Linked DNA regions of Zea mays: all the other regions are linked to region 2. The links are chromatin contacts, called in public Hi-C maps. All regions are on one chromosome and are shown on one strand. Each heading gives the region's core, a stretch centred on a gene start, on an enhancer-like site or on the middle of the called end of the contact. The rest is flanking DNA. Distances are from core to core; before and after follow the strand shown.

Region 1 (2,818 bases), core at 35-2,534, 460 kb after region 2:
CACACATGAGTGGAACAGGAAGCCACCAGAAAGCAGAGTTCATGTGAACCCTACTATTCGTACTTGGCTACAGACAAGAGGAGGTTCAGTGAATACCAATAATACTAGAACATGTGAACCATGAGTGAAGCCGAGCAATGCATGAACCTTTTCTTTTTGAGCAAATCAATGAAGAATATGAATGAACGAATGTAATCGTGCATATATACAAGAGCAAGCCGGTTTTCATCATTTGTTTGGAAACATGAATGCACAATGACAACATTGCATAATCCACTATCCCATGCAGACATCAACACAAGTTGAGAAGTTCTGAACTGAATCAATGCCAAAATTGTGATCCGTGACATACCGTCACTTTCAAGCGATGGCTCCGACATCCTGGGCGGTGAGAGGTTCATCTCCCACTACGACCTGAAACAAGAACACCAAGATGCGGTGATTGCGGAACCTGCACGTCCTTAGCACCTCGCCATGCTCCCAGTAGCAATGCCAGCCTGCTTCCCCTCCGCTTCAGAGTAAGCCTTCCTCTGCGGCTGTTGATGCCGCCGCTTCCCCCTTCCCACGCAGCAGCAGCCAATCCACTTCAAGAAACCGCTACTCGAATTCCGGCCTGTCGCGACAAATGCGCGTCATTGCTGACCTCATGCCCGGAATCCTCAGCTGCGCACCCTCGCCAAGCAACACCTCACAGCTCCTCCCTTTCCACAAAGAACCGAAGAGAAGCGCCGAAATGAGCAGGGCCCGATCCGCTGGGCTTTGGGCAGCCGCCGGAGCAAACGCGGGCACAAAACGAGGCGGGACGCAGAAGCTGAGCTCATCAGACGAAGGAGCAGCTAGACAGCCCTACCTTCACGAGCGCAGGCCACGCGCTCGCAGAACCAAGACCGCCGCGGCGACTCTACAGAACCGCCTTAAATCCCCCATTGCACGCACGGCGCGCTCCCAACCAGCCACGCGCCCTAGACCCAGTGCCTTGGGCAGCGCCGGCGCCGAGAGTCATCGCTCGGCGAGCACGGGAACCCGCCGCCGAGCTCAGGGAATCTCCGTCGGCAGCGCGCGGCAACGGCCGGCTTCGAGCATCGGGTCGCCTCCCATTCGACGCCGGCGGCCGAATCGGGCAGCGCGACCACCGGGTGGGAGCGGAGGAAGCGGCAGGAGGCGCCTGGGTGGGGGCTGACAGGGAACCCTAGGGGGCCTAGGCCGCCATGGCTGGATCGAGGAGGGAAGTGGAGTGGAGTGGTGCGGTGCTCCTTGCTTTCTTTCTTCTTTTTTCCCCTCTCTTTTGGTTTATGGGGAAGGAAGAACAGCAGAGAGAGATCTTCTCGGAGACAGTAAAAAAAGGTAGATTTATTTCTTCCCTTTATATCTTTTAATTATTAGAAAAATCTGTATTGTGGCTCGGAAGGTTTTGGGTTTTGACTGACTCCTTCAAGAGCAAGAACCATGTGGATTACTTTTTGGAGAAAATGTTGCTTACACGTCGTCATCGTCTTTCGCGTAGTTTTTATAGTTGTGGTTTTTGTACATCACGATAACGGCGGTGCATCTGTGCAAGCTTTAAATGAGAAGTCTTAGGCCCCGTTTCAATCTCACGGGATAAACTTTAGTTTCCTGCTAAACTTTAGCTATATAAATTGAAGTGCTAAAGTTTAGTTTCAATTACCACCATTAGCTCTCCTGTTTAGATTACAAATGGCTAAAAGTAGCTAAAAAAAAGCTGCTAAAGTTTATCTCGCGAGATTGGAACAGGGCCTTAGCCTCCGTTTGGTTCAGCTTCTGGGGGCTTCTGGCCGCCAGAAGCCGAAGCTGATCCCAAACGTACAGCTTCTTGCGCGGCTTTTCCGCGCCGCGCTTCGAATAGAAGCGACCACGCAACGGTACGCTAGAAGCGGCCATCAATTGGCTTCGGGCGAAAGCTCTCCTCCCTTCGCTAGGGTTCTCGCACACCCACCGCGTCGCCGCCGCTCCCTCTCCTCCCCCCATCGTCGTCTTCGCAGGTACGAGCGAACTCCTCCATCCCGACCCTCTCTTCATCATTCTCCTCCTCCGCCGCAGTCGTTCCCGTGACACTCCAGTTTCACTAGGGTTGGCGCACCCACCTCGGCGCCGCAACCCTATCGTGAAGGTACCTCTCCTCCCCCGTCGTCGTCTTCGCAGGTACGGTCTCTCTCCTCCATCCGGACCCTCTCATCATCATTCACCACCGCCGCCGCGGTCGTTCCCTTGACCCTTCAGTTTCGCTAGGGTTGCCGCACCCACCCCGGCGCCGCAGCTCCGTCGTGAAGGTTCCTCTCCTCCCCCCGTGTCACACCCGGATTTTAGGGGTCAAAAACCCGGGCGCGAACATAAACACCAGGTGTGCTGGGACCAAGTCTCACACATATGATGCATAGTGGCACAGGATCGAATGTCACATCTTTACTATATAACAGGAGTTCTGTACAAAAATAATTAAATAATTACATCATATGAGGAAACGATCCAGCAACCCAAAGCTGACTGGGAGACGACGGCCTAGACCTCTCACGAACTCGTCACAGCATCCTCCAAGCGCCTCATCATGCGGTACCTGTTCTTGACCTGTGGGGGGGTGTGAGACAGCAAGAGTGAGCTCACATACGTTCATCGCTCAACAAGTTGTGGGGAATAATGTGTATGAACTCGCCAAAGGTGGGAGCTAATGTGAAGTGTAAGGCTTACCAAAGGGGATGACTGAAGCTGAGCATTGCTTTTAAAGTTGGTCAAAATTTTATTAGCCATTACTAAGTATAAGTAAATACCAACCCAATTAAATAGTAGAACAGAAGTAACAACA
Region 2 (3,114 bases), core at 4-2,503:
CTCTGTGGGCCTCCTTAAGCCCTGACAGCAACACATACATAATTAAAAATTCTCTACAGTAATTCACAGCATAGAAAAAGGTGGCATACGTTCCATATACAATACACCATGCACTACTCTAGTGTTAGGGTGAAATGACATGACACAGCTTTGGATGAATTAAGCATACCTGAAACGCTCTGAACAACAGAGGTCATGATTCCTTCCTTTGCAAGGCAAAGCACACAATCAGGACCAAGCAGGGAGAAAAGCCACACTAACTGCAACTAGTCATGTGATATCTTCAGCTCTTCGTGGATGAAGGCACACATAAAGTTTCCTGAACACAAGCACAAAGCTCGTCAGCAACCTGCAGCCCATGGATGAAGCACGCCAAGAACCTAAGTGTGAGGAATCTCAGAGACCACAAAACTTGTTTGTCAAAAACCAGATACTGAACCTCATTACGGCAATAAATTGATAGGAAATAATTCAAACGTGTACAGGAGAAAAATAGTACAAGTTCTGCAAACAGCAAGTCACACTCTACAACTTCCTGCCTCCCAAGTAGCTCGGCAGGCGTCACGATCCACTGGCGGTTCGCAACTGAGTGAATTCCCCTCGGTTACCGTGCGAACTTGAACCGTCTGTTCGGTACGTGAAATTCGTGCATCCCAACTTCCCAACAGAAGCCCAGCAGCGGCGAAAGCATTGCCTCATTGACTCCTTGTTATAATTGCCACTGCGAGAATACCCAAGCGGAAGGACGCCAGGAACGGGGCCCATGGGCGTCGAATGGAACCCTAAGGTTTCCGGAAGACAAACCACGGCGCCTCCGCACATCGGCGACGGGATTGGTATCGCGCGGCGAACTGGAGGAGCCAGACACGGGTTAAGGCGGAATTGGATTGGGCAGGTGGGGCGGCAGGGAACAAGCCTACGGCGAAGTGTACGGGGAGAGCGAATTCTCCGGATTGGACGGGCAAAAGCGCAGGGAACCTACAGAGAACACTGTGGAGGCGGCGAGGATGGGGCGGAGACGAACACTCACCGACGAGAGGAGGATCGAGCGGACTTGGACCCAGAGCAGATCCAACCGCGCTTGGAGGTATGAGGGCGGCGCGCGGACGGAGCGGGAGGACACGGGCGGCGGCGGAGGGAGCAGGTGTTGGTCGTCGGGGCGTGGCCGACGGCGTGGCGACTGGCGACGACGGGATAGTTTGGGTCTCAAATTTGAGAGCAGGGGTGGAGGGGAAGAGGCTGGGTGGTGGCCGGTGGGGCCTATCGCTGGTGACCTGCATCAGAGTGGTGGCGTGGACCTGGATGCATCGCAGCCACAATCTTCCTCTAGCCAATTTATATATTTTTTCTAATCTCCCTGTGTCTTTATTCAATTATCTATTAGATTACCATTTGGTACACTTGTTGTAGCCGATTTAGCCGTATATGACAAGATAAAATGTTCCGGGACTAAAAATATATTTTAGGTATGTGGATTTACATATCCTATTGTTGGTTAATTATCGTGAGTACACCTTTTTAACTTTAATAACGTCACCCTCGTCAAGGCTATGCCCACAAAGCAAATCGTACATACTACCATGCAAAACACCGTTTTGAATTTGAAAATAGAAGATAGAGATAAAAAAAATTGCTGGACATAGCCTTAGGCTGTATCTAACAAGTCGTGTATATGGTCATATGAAACACGATTTTACATTATATATAGTATTGTTTTTAAAATAAAGTTTAAATAAAAGTTCGCATAAAGGACGAGATGGAAAAGCCGTTGGATCCGTTGTCACTTCACTTCATCACTTGTGGCGTGCACCAGGCACCAGCAATCGTTTGAATCCTGCGACACCCCACCACACCACTAGATGCTTCTAGTACCACCGCGCGAATTCCATGTAGTTGTTGGCTAAAAAAGGGCTTGTGCTCTCTTGCTTTATTTACTACCGTATCATTTTATAGTAACAGATCGATAATTCCGAAATTGAGCGCTCGGATCCATAGCACTGGGAGTAGAGATGGCAATGGGGACCCGATCCCCGATTCCCCGCGGGGAATTCCTCCATTAGGGGACGGGGATGGGGAAATTTCTTCCCCCACGGGGATGTAAATGGGGAAAATTCCTCCTCCGACGGGTAAACGGGGACGGGGATGGGGAAGCATTCCCCATCCCCGTTCCCCGCGGGGACCCGTTAAACTTACATATGACAATGTTTTTATATAATAGTTAATAATAGAAATAAATAGTTATATTTACAAAAGATCACTAGTTGTACAAATGCGTTCATTTTAATGTATACATAATGATTTTTACATCTAACAATGTGTATAAGTGACAATGTTTTACATTAATAACAAATGAAGTACGATCTAATTATAATTTAAGCGGGTACGGGGATCCCCGATGGGGATTTATCCCCGCGGGTAACGGGGATGGGGAAGAAATGTCCCCCGCAAACGTTCGTGGGGATCCCCACGGGGAAAATTATTCGTCGCGGGGACGGGGATGGGGAGCTAAAACCCGACGGGGAATTCCCCGTTGCCATCCCTAACTGGGAGCACCCTCATAAAATTTTTAACATTTTTATCATTTTAATAAAATACAGTCTGTTGGATTCGCTTTAATCCATATCGGTTTTTAATGTAATGTTTTATCTTTATACATTACAGTTATTAATGTTTTAATCCAAAACCAACAACATGATACTCGGTCATACCCTAGCTAGTGAAACTATAGCAGCGGATCATGTCTAAAGAGTGGTGTTAATAATAAAGTGCTCATTCGGTCCGTCCTAAAAAGAATGGAAATCTTGTTTTACGGCAGGGCAAGGCGACCTTTACCAAAGTTGTTTTGGCAGGTAGTGGAGTGGGCGGGAAACCTCGCGCGGGCACGTGATCCCGGCCGTCTGCTTGCGCGGGGCCAGATGGGCGGTGAGCGGGCGCCCCACGAAGCGCGCGTGGTGGCCGGTGGGCCAGGGTGCTCGCGTGACGTGTGGCTGGCTGCGGAGTGCGGACGCGTCCCGCTCGCTCGTCGCCGTCGCCCGTCGACGTCTCCTGTCCTGTCGTCTTCCTTTGCGATCACCCCACCCCTGTCACCTGATACCAAACAACTGACTACTAGCA
Region 3 (2,727 bases), core at 193-2,692, 270 kb before region 2:
GATATTACTTTGAGATATCACAGAAGAAGCTTACTACTAAAAGCTTCACACAAACATTTGGCAGCAACACATGAAGACAACCAGTGGTGGCACAGTTTGAGCCATCCTATCCTATTTTTTTCACCATCCATCAGGCAACACTTTAACCACTTTCGTAAAGAAATGTAACCTCACATGCAACGCAAAGTTGGATAAGCAGCACATGCCAAGATTTAGAATCCGTCACCCAAAATCCTTATCCGGTAAATCAAATCTGAGCTAAAGTCCAGAAGCAACAAGGCAAGTAGGATTTGCTGAGCACGAACCAGGCTAAGAAGCGCGTAGAGGGCGCACGCCGGCGAGGTCATGCACACGAAGAAGCTCCAGAGGATGACGAAGACGGCGGCAGGGCCGAGGCTCGCCACCGCCAGCACCCCGCGCGCCATACACCCACGCCATTGCCGCAGTGCGGCGAGCGTGAGGCGCGAGGAGGTGGCGCAGCCCCGGGACACGGCCGGCCAGTGGCGATCGACCAAGAAGGCGAGGCGCTCCCTGCTGCCGCACGCCGCCGTGTGCGCCCACGCCAGGATGTGCTTCTGGGACAGCACCCACATCCACGCCTGGTTCCACAGCCCCAAATCCTCCATGGACTGGAAGCCGCACGAAACGCCGAAATCCAATCGGAATGCTCAATCCAGAGAACGCAAGAGCACCATCTCTCTCCCCCCAACCGAACACAAAAGGAAAACTCCTCTACGATAACCGAAGCAGCAGCTCGCTAGGCTGGACCCTCGGTGGCAAGAATCTGCTTCCCCCAAGCCAATCCAACAACTCCAGGAAGAGGGATAAGCGCCGCAACCAGCTCAAGAACTAGCCAAGAACCACCGCTCCCCACCGGGTCAGAGTCAGACACGACCCAACACACTGAATCGAGCCCTAAACCCACTTGCCGCCACCTCAGCTGAATTGGGCGGGGACGGCAGCTCCCTGGAAACCGCCGCTTTAGATAGGGGCCAAGAAACGATGACAGAACACTGGGGAGCCTAGGAAAGGCACCATCTTTCGCACGGGCCGCGGGCCGCCGACACCTGCGGATGGATCTTGCGACGGTGAGTCGGCGGGGGCGGGGGTAAAATAGACGGGAATCCGAGCTTTGGTGCAGGCGGCGTCGCTCTCTTTTGCTGGCTGCGCTCGGCTTGGCTCGTGACAGAAGAGGGACTGCCGTGGAGTTAAAAGCGAAAAGAGAATACGAAGGAGAGATCTTGCGAAAGAGGGCAGAGGGAGAAAAGATGAGGAGAGACAGGATTAGGGCTGTAGCTTGGGAATAGTGCGAGTGGAGAGATGAGAGGAGACAGTGTTGATTGCTACTTTCAATGGAACGGGGGAAGCATGGGCACTGGGCAGAGGAGAGGAGACGGGTGCTACTGCTCAGTGGTGAACTGCTGATGGATTTGGGACGACTGGTTACTGGTTAGAGAGGGAAAAGGAGGTGTTTTGTTCTGCTGCAGAAGAGATTAAACTAAGAAAGGTCAGAGAAGCTGCCAATTGAATGAGTAACAGTGACACCAGCAGGAGGAGGATGAGTGACAGGTAGTGACTGAGATTTTAACAATTTTATGAGTTTGGGAAAATTTTCAATAACTCCTCCGTTTAATTGATGATGATGAGAATGGAAATTAATACTGGTTCAAAACATGGGTACACCAATAGTAATAGATAAAGAGAAAACGTGGTACGAGAACAAAGTTCATTTATGCTCTTGTGCTTAAACTTGAGCTATTAATCACCATAATAATGGAGTGTTTAGCTGCTTATAGGGTATGTTTGTTTTCATCGCACTAAAGTTTAGCACAACACTTTTTGCTAAAATTTACCACGTAGAGAACCAAACATACATACTAAAAGGGTAGTGCTAAAGTTTAGAGCAACTCCAATACTTTTCTAAAATACTTCCTAAATCAATAATTTAGGTAGTTAATCCAAAAACTCCTCCCCAACAGTTCTGTAAATAAACTTACTAAATTTAGTTATGTCTCGTCTAGCCTTGTTTTCTCCGTACATTTGACAACTATTTACCAACTCCCAAAACATAATATTGGCGCATTTTTTATTTCGACGTCTTTCTCCATTCTACAGAGCCCATGTGTCGACAGCAGGAGATGCACAATTGCAACAGCTAGTAAAGCTAGAGATTAAATGTTAGATAATGCCACAATTGCACATGCATAGGTCGAGAATAAACAAACAAATAATTGTGGCAAGAAATCAAAATGCAAACACATCGTGTTGAATCAGTTGACGTGACGAGGTCACAATTTTGAGATTGAGTTACCAAAGGAAGATGAAAACAAAAAGGGAGAAATGATTGGTCTCACTCAAAACCGGTGACATGACAAGTTTTAACATATTTAGAAAGTAATATATAGAGAACTATTAGATGAGATGAGTTTTTTTTACTTCTTATTTTATTTAAGGACTTGCTAAATTTAAGATTTAGTTAGTACAATTATATATAATTATTGGAGCAGCTCTAAAGTAACCTACACTATGGATAGCCTTATTTAAGATCCACCCTAGGTGACATTAAATTGAAATGTGTAAGGTTCGCAGGGTTAGCTTAGGAAATATGCATAGGAAGTTGTGAAGCGTCGTATACAGTCAGCTGTCACCGAGCGAGCGTATTTTAAAATCGCCAATAATCATGTCTCAGAGAAAAGAAGTAAGAAATGTTGATGCCACAGGAAACTG
Region 4 (2,700 bases), core at 24-2,523, 360 kb after region 2:
TCCCCTCTACTGGAAGTATGGCCTTGTGTTGCCCGAACCAGAATAACTGCTTGTGTCTTCTCGCACACCATCTAGAGTCGGCCACGCGACATATTTACTAGTTGGTTAAGGGCCCACGGTCCAAACATCGACACGTCTCCCATCACCTAGCAACTTCTATGTGGCATCACCTATTAGCAAATCGCTTCAAACGAGTTTGCGATGTGTGGGCGTCCGGCGTCCCTGAGAGGAAGGGTAGACTAGCCATTGTGTATTCAAAAAACAAGAAATTGGTTTCTTAAAAACTAGATTCCAAAAAACACCCTCACCATTTTTTTTCATAAACCAGTTTCTAGAAACTAGTTTCTTAAAAATTAGGTTGCTTAGACCCTAAGTGACTAAGTAAAATGACATGATACGTGGGTTGTTTGCCTCAAAAATAGTTGAGGATATATTTTTTAAACTAGTATCAATTAGTCACTTTGAATACTTAATTAATTCATATAGTAATTATCATATGAAAAATAGATAAGTAACATGTAGCAAAAAAAATGTATCCACCTAGCGTATATTTAAACACATCTACCTTTGTGCCTAAAGTAAACCAATTTTAAAATCATCTACGGTCGAGATATCTTAAGATCGACAAATTTTATAGGAAAATCAATATCATATACACACCAAATAAATACTTCTTCTATTTTGAATATTTTTTTCCTAAAAATGTATATGTAGCTTTTACTGTGTGTTTACTAATACATATGTCTAGGTACAAAGTAAATATATATACATCTAAAATAGATAATATATTTTGTAATTTGAATGGAGAGTATATAAAAATACTCCCTTCATCCTAAAATAATATTCATTTCAGCTTTTATTTTTATGTCTATATTAAAATAGATGATGCTGAATCTAAACATATATATAAATTAAATATGAATCTATTAATTTCTTAAAACTAATTTTAATTTGGACAAAGGAATAATACTTCATCACGTACGAAGTTTTCCTTTTAGAACGGAGTGAGCGACTATATAACATAGGTTAAAGAAAACCAGTTAGAAGAACAGCGGCTTTATACTCCTGTCCGCCGAATGACAGTGGACCCCACTGTCGGAGCATACCTTCGTGCCCTTCCAGAAGCTTCCCCGCCCGGCCACCCAACACTCTCCTACGGCTCGCCGTCGCGTGGACCACCCATCCCCTCACTGACCGCACGGACCCGCTCAATCCGGGCCCGTACGTCATAGAATCTCACGCGACTAAACGACCGTGCTCCCCAGTACGCCCGTCACTGTACCATGCCACTCCACCGTTCCGACATCCAAGGCTCCAAGTATAAACCCCGCGGCTGCAAACCCTAGCCGCCCGATGCTCTTCGTCCCGCGCCAAGTCGTACTCGCCGCCTCATCACAGCCCCGCGCCGCCGCCTCTTCCGCCATGGCCAAGGAGGAATCCAAGAAGGAGAAGAAGAAGGCCAAGGCCAAGGTGGCCAATGGAGCCGCCGCCGCCGCCGCCGCCCCGGTCCCTGGCGCGAGGGCCGCGGTGGTCGCCTCCGTCGCCGCCTTCCTCGAGTCCGCTGGGCTCTCGCGCACGCTCGTCGCCCTCCAATCCGAGGCCGGCCTCGAGGTACCCTCTCCCCCCTGTACGTTTGTGGTGTTGCCGTTTTGGTGCGCTGTTGCTGAGGCGCAGGATTGGGGAATTTCTGGTTCCAGGCCGGTGCGTGGGGGTCGTCACAGGTGAACTTGGAGGAGCTGGTTGCCAGATTCTTAGAGTCGAGGTACTATTTCCAATGATCATTTTACCTTTGCCACATTGCTTCGATTGGTGAGTGGCGTGTGCTGTTTACTAGCACAGTATGATCGGTTACTGATGCAAATTTGGATGTCGAACAGCAATTCAACTCGGGCGGCTGCCATTCTGGGAAGCGATGAGCAAGGTAGCAGCTTTGTTTGTTCAAATTGTTGTCGTTTGCCTTTGATCGATACCTTTATTTACTTTTGGTTCCCGCTGACTGGAATTCACTGGCGCAGACAAGGAAAATGATGATATAGCAGGAGAAGTTGGCAAGGAAAAAAAGAGGAGCGGCACAGAAGCCGGTGAGCCTGAGAGCAAGGCGATCGAGCCTTTAGCTGAGGAAAAGCCGACTGAAAATATGGACGGTGAGGCTAAAGAGAAGAAACAAAAGAAGAAGAAAGACAAGGGTGACCCTTCAGCTGCGAATGCTGCTAGCGAGGGAACAACTGAAATTGTGAAGAACGCCGACCAGAAGGACGATGAGGCCAAGGAGAAGAAACAGAAGAAGAAGAAGGACAAGGGTGACCCCTCAGCTGCGGGCGCTGGCAGCGGCGAAACAACTGAAACAGTGAAGGAGGATGATCATAAGCTTGATGGCAAGAAGAAGAAGAAAAACAAGAAGCAGGGAAAGGATGATGATGTCGAAGCTAGGCTGGAAAAGGCAGAATTAGCAATACTTAACAAGTTTGAGGCAGCAGAAAAGCTCAATGGAAGAGAGGTAGAACCAAAAGGTCAGAATGACAGTGCTGATGACTGCAGTGGTGCTGTGGAAAGGAAAAAGAAGAAGAAAGAGAAATCATCTGCCGGGACTTCAGAGAAGACTGATGCAGGAAGTGCACCTGCTGAGGCTGATGGTGCCAAGGGAAAGAATGGTGCTGTAGAAACAGTCAAGGATGATAATGAGAAAAAGGCCAAAAAAAA

Evidence for each region. A called contact is a pair of places that touch in the nucleus more often than the background predicts.
Region 1: a contact with region 2 is called in a Hi-C map of ear, with 1.7 times the contacts expected there. The contact joins the promoter of LOC100279854 here to the promoter of LOC100383246 in region 2. A contact is called at or near these places in 3 of 25 Hi-C or Micro-C datasets (ear, endosperm and tassel).
Region 3: a Hi-C map of endosperm shows a contact between it and region 2, with 2.6 times the contacts expected there. The contact joins the promoter of LOC103650497 here to the promoter of LOC100383246 in region 2. A contact is called at or near these places in 4 of 25 Hi-C or Micro-C datasets (ear, endosperm, leaf and 1 more).
Region 4: a Hi-C map of ear shows a contact between it and region 2, with 3 times the contacts expected there. The contact joins the promoter of LOC100382414 here to the promoter of LOC100383246 in region 2. A contact is called at or near these places in 12 of 25 Hi-C or Micro-C datasets (bundle sheath, ear, endosperm and 5 more).

Annotation. Positions count from the first base shown.
Region 1 is chr3:125,307,476-125,310,293 of Zm-B73-REFERENCE-NAM-5.0, forward strand. It overlaps LOC100279854, which reads right to left and starts at 1,285. Exons shown (of 14, transcript NM_001152807.1): 1 at 353-1,285. The coding sequence starts at 401.
Region 2 is chr3:124,843,926-124,847,039 of Zm-B73-REFERENCE-NAM-5.0, forward strand. LOC100383246 reads right to left here and starts at 1,254. Exons shown (of 6, transcript NM_001175907.1): 1 at 1,031-1,254; 2 at 170-319. The coding sequence starts at 197.
Region 3 is chr3:124,569,732-124,572,458 of Zm-B73-REFERENCE-NAM-5.0, forward strand. It overlaps LOC103650497 (Chaperone DnaJ-domain superfamily protein), which reads right to left and starts at 1,443. Exons shown (of 9, transcript XM_008676083.4): 1 at 306-1,443. The coding sequence starts at 626.
Region 4 is chr3:125,206,395-125,209,094 of Zm-B73-REFERENCE-NAM-5.0, forward strand. It overlaps LOC100382414, which reads left to right and starts at 1,274. Exons shown (of 7, transcript NM_001175157.2): 1 at 1,274-1,611; 2 at 1,698-1,762; 3 at 1,878-1,921; 4 at 2,016-2,700. The coding sequence starts at 1,354.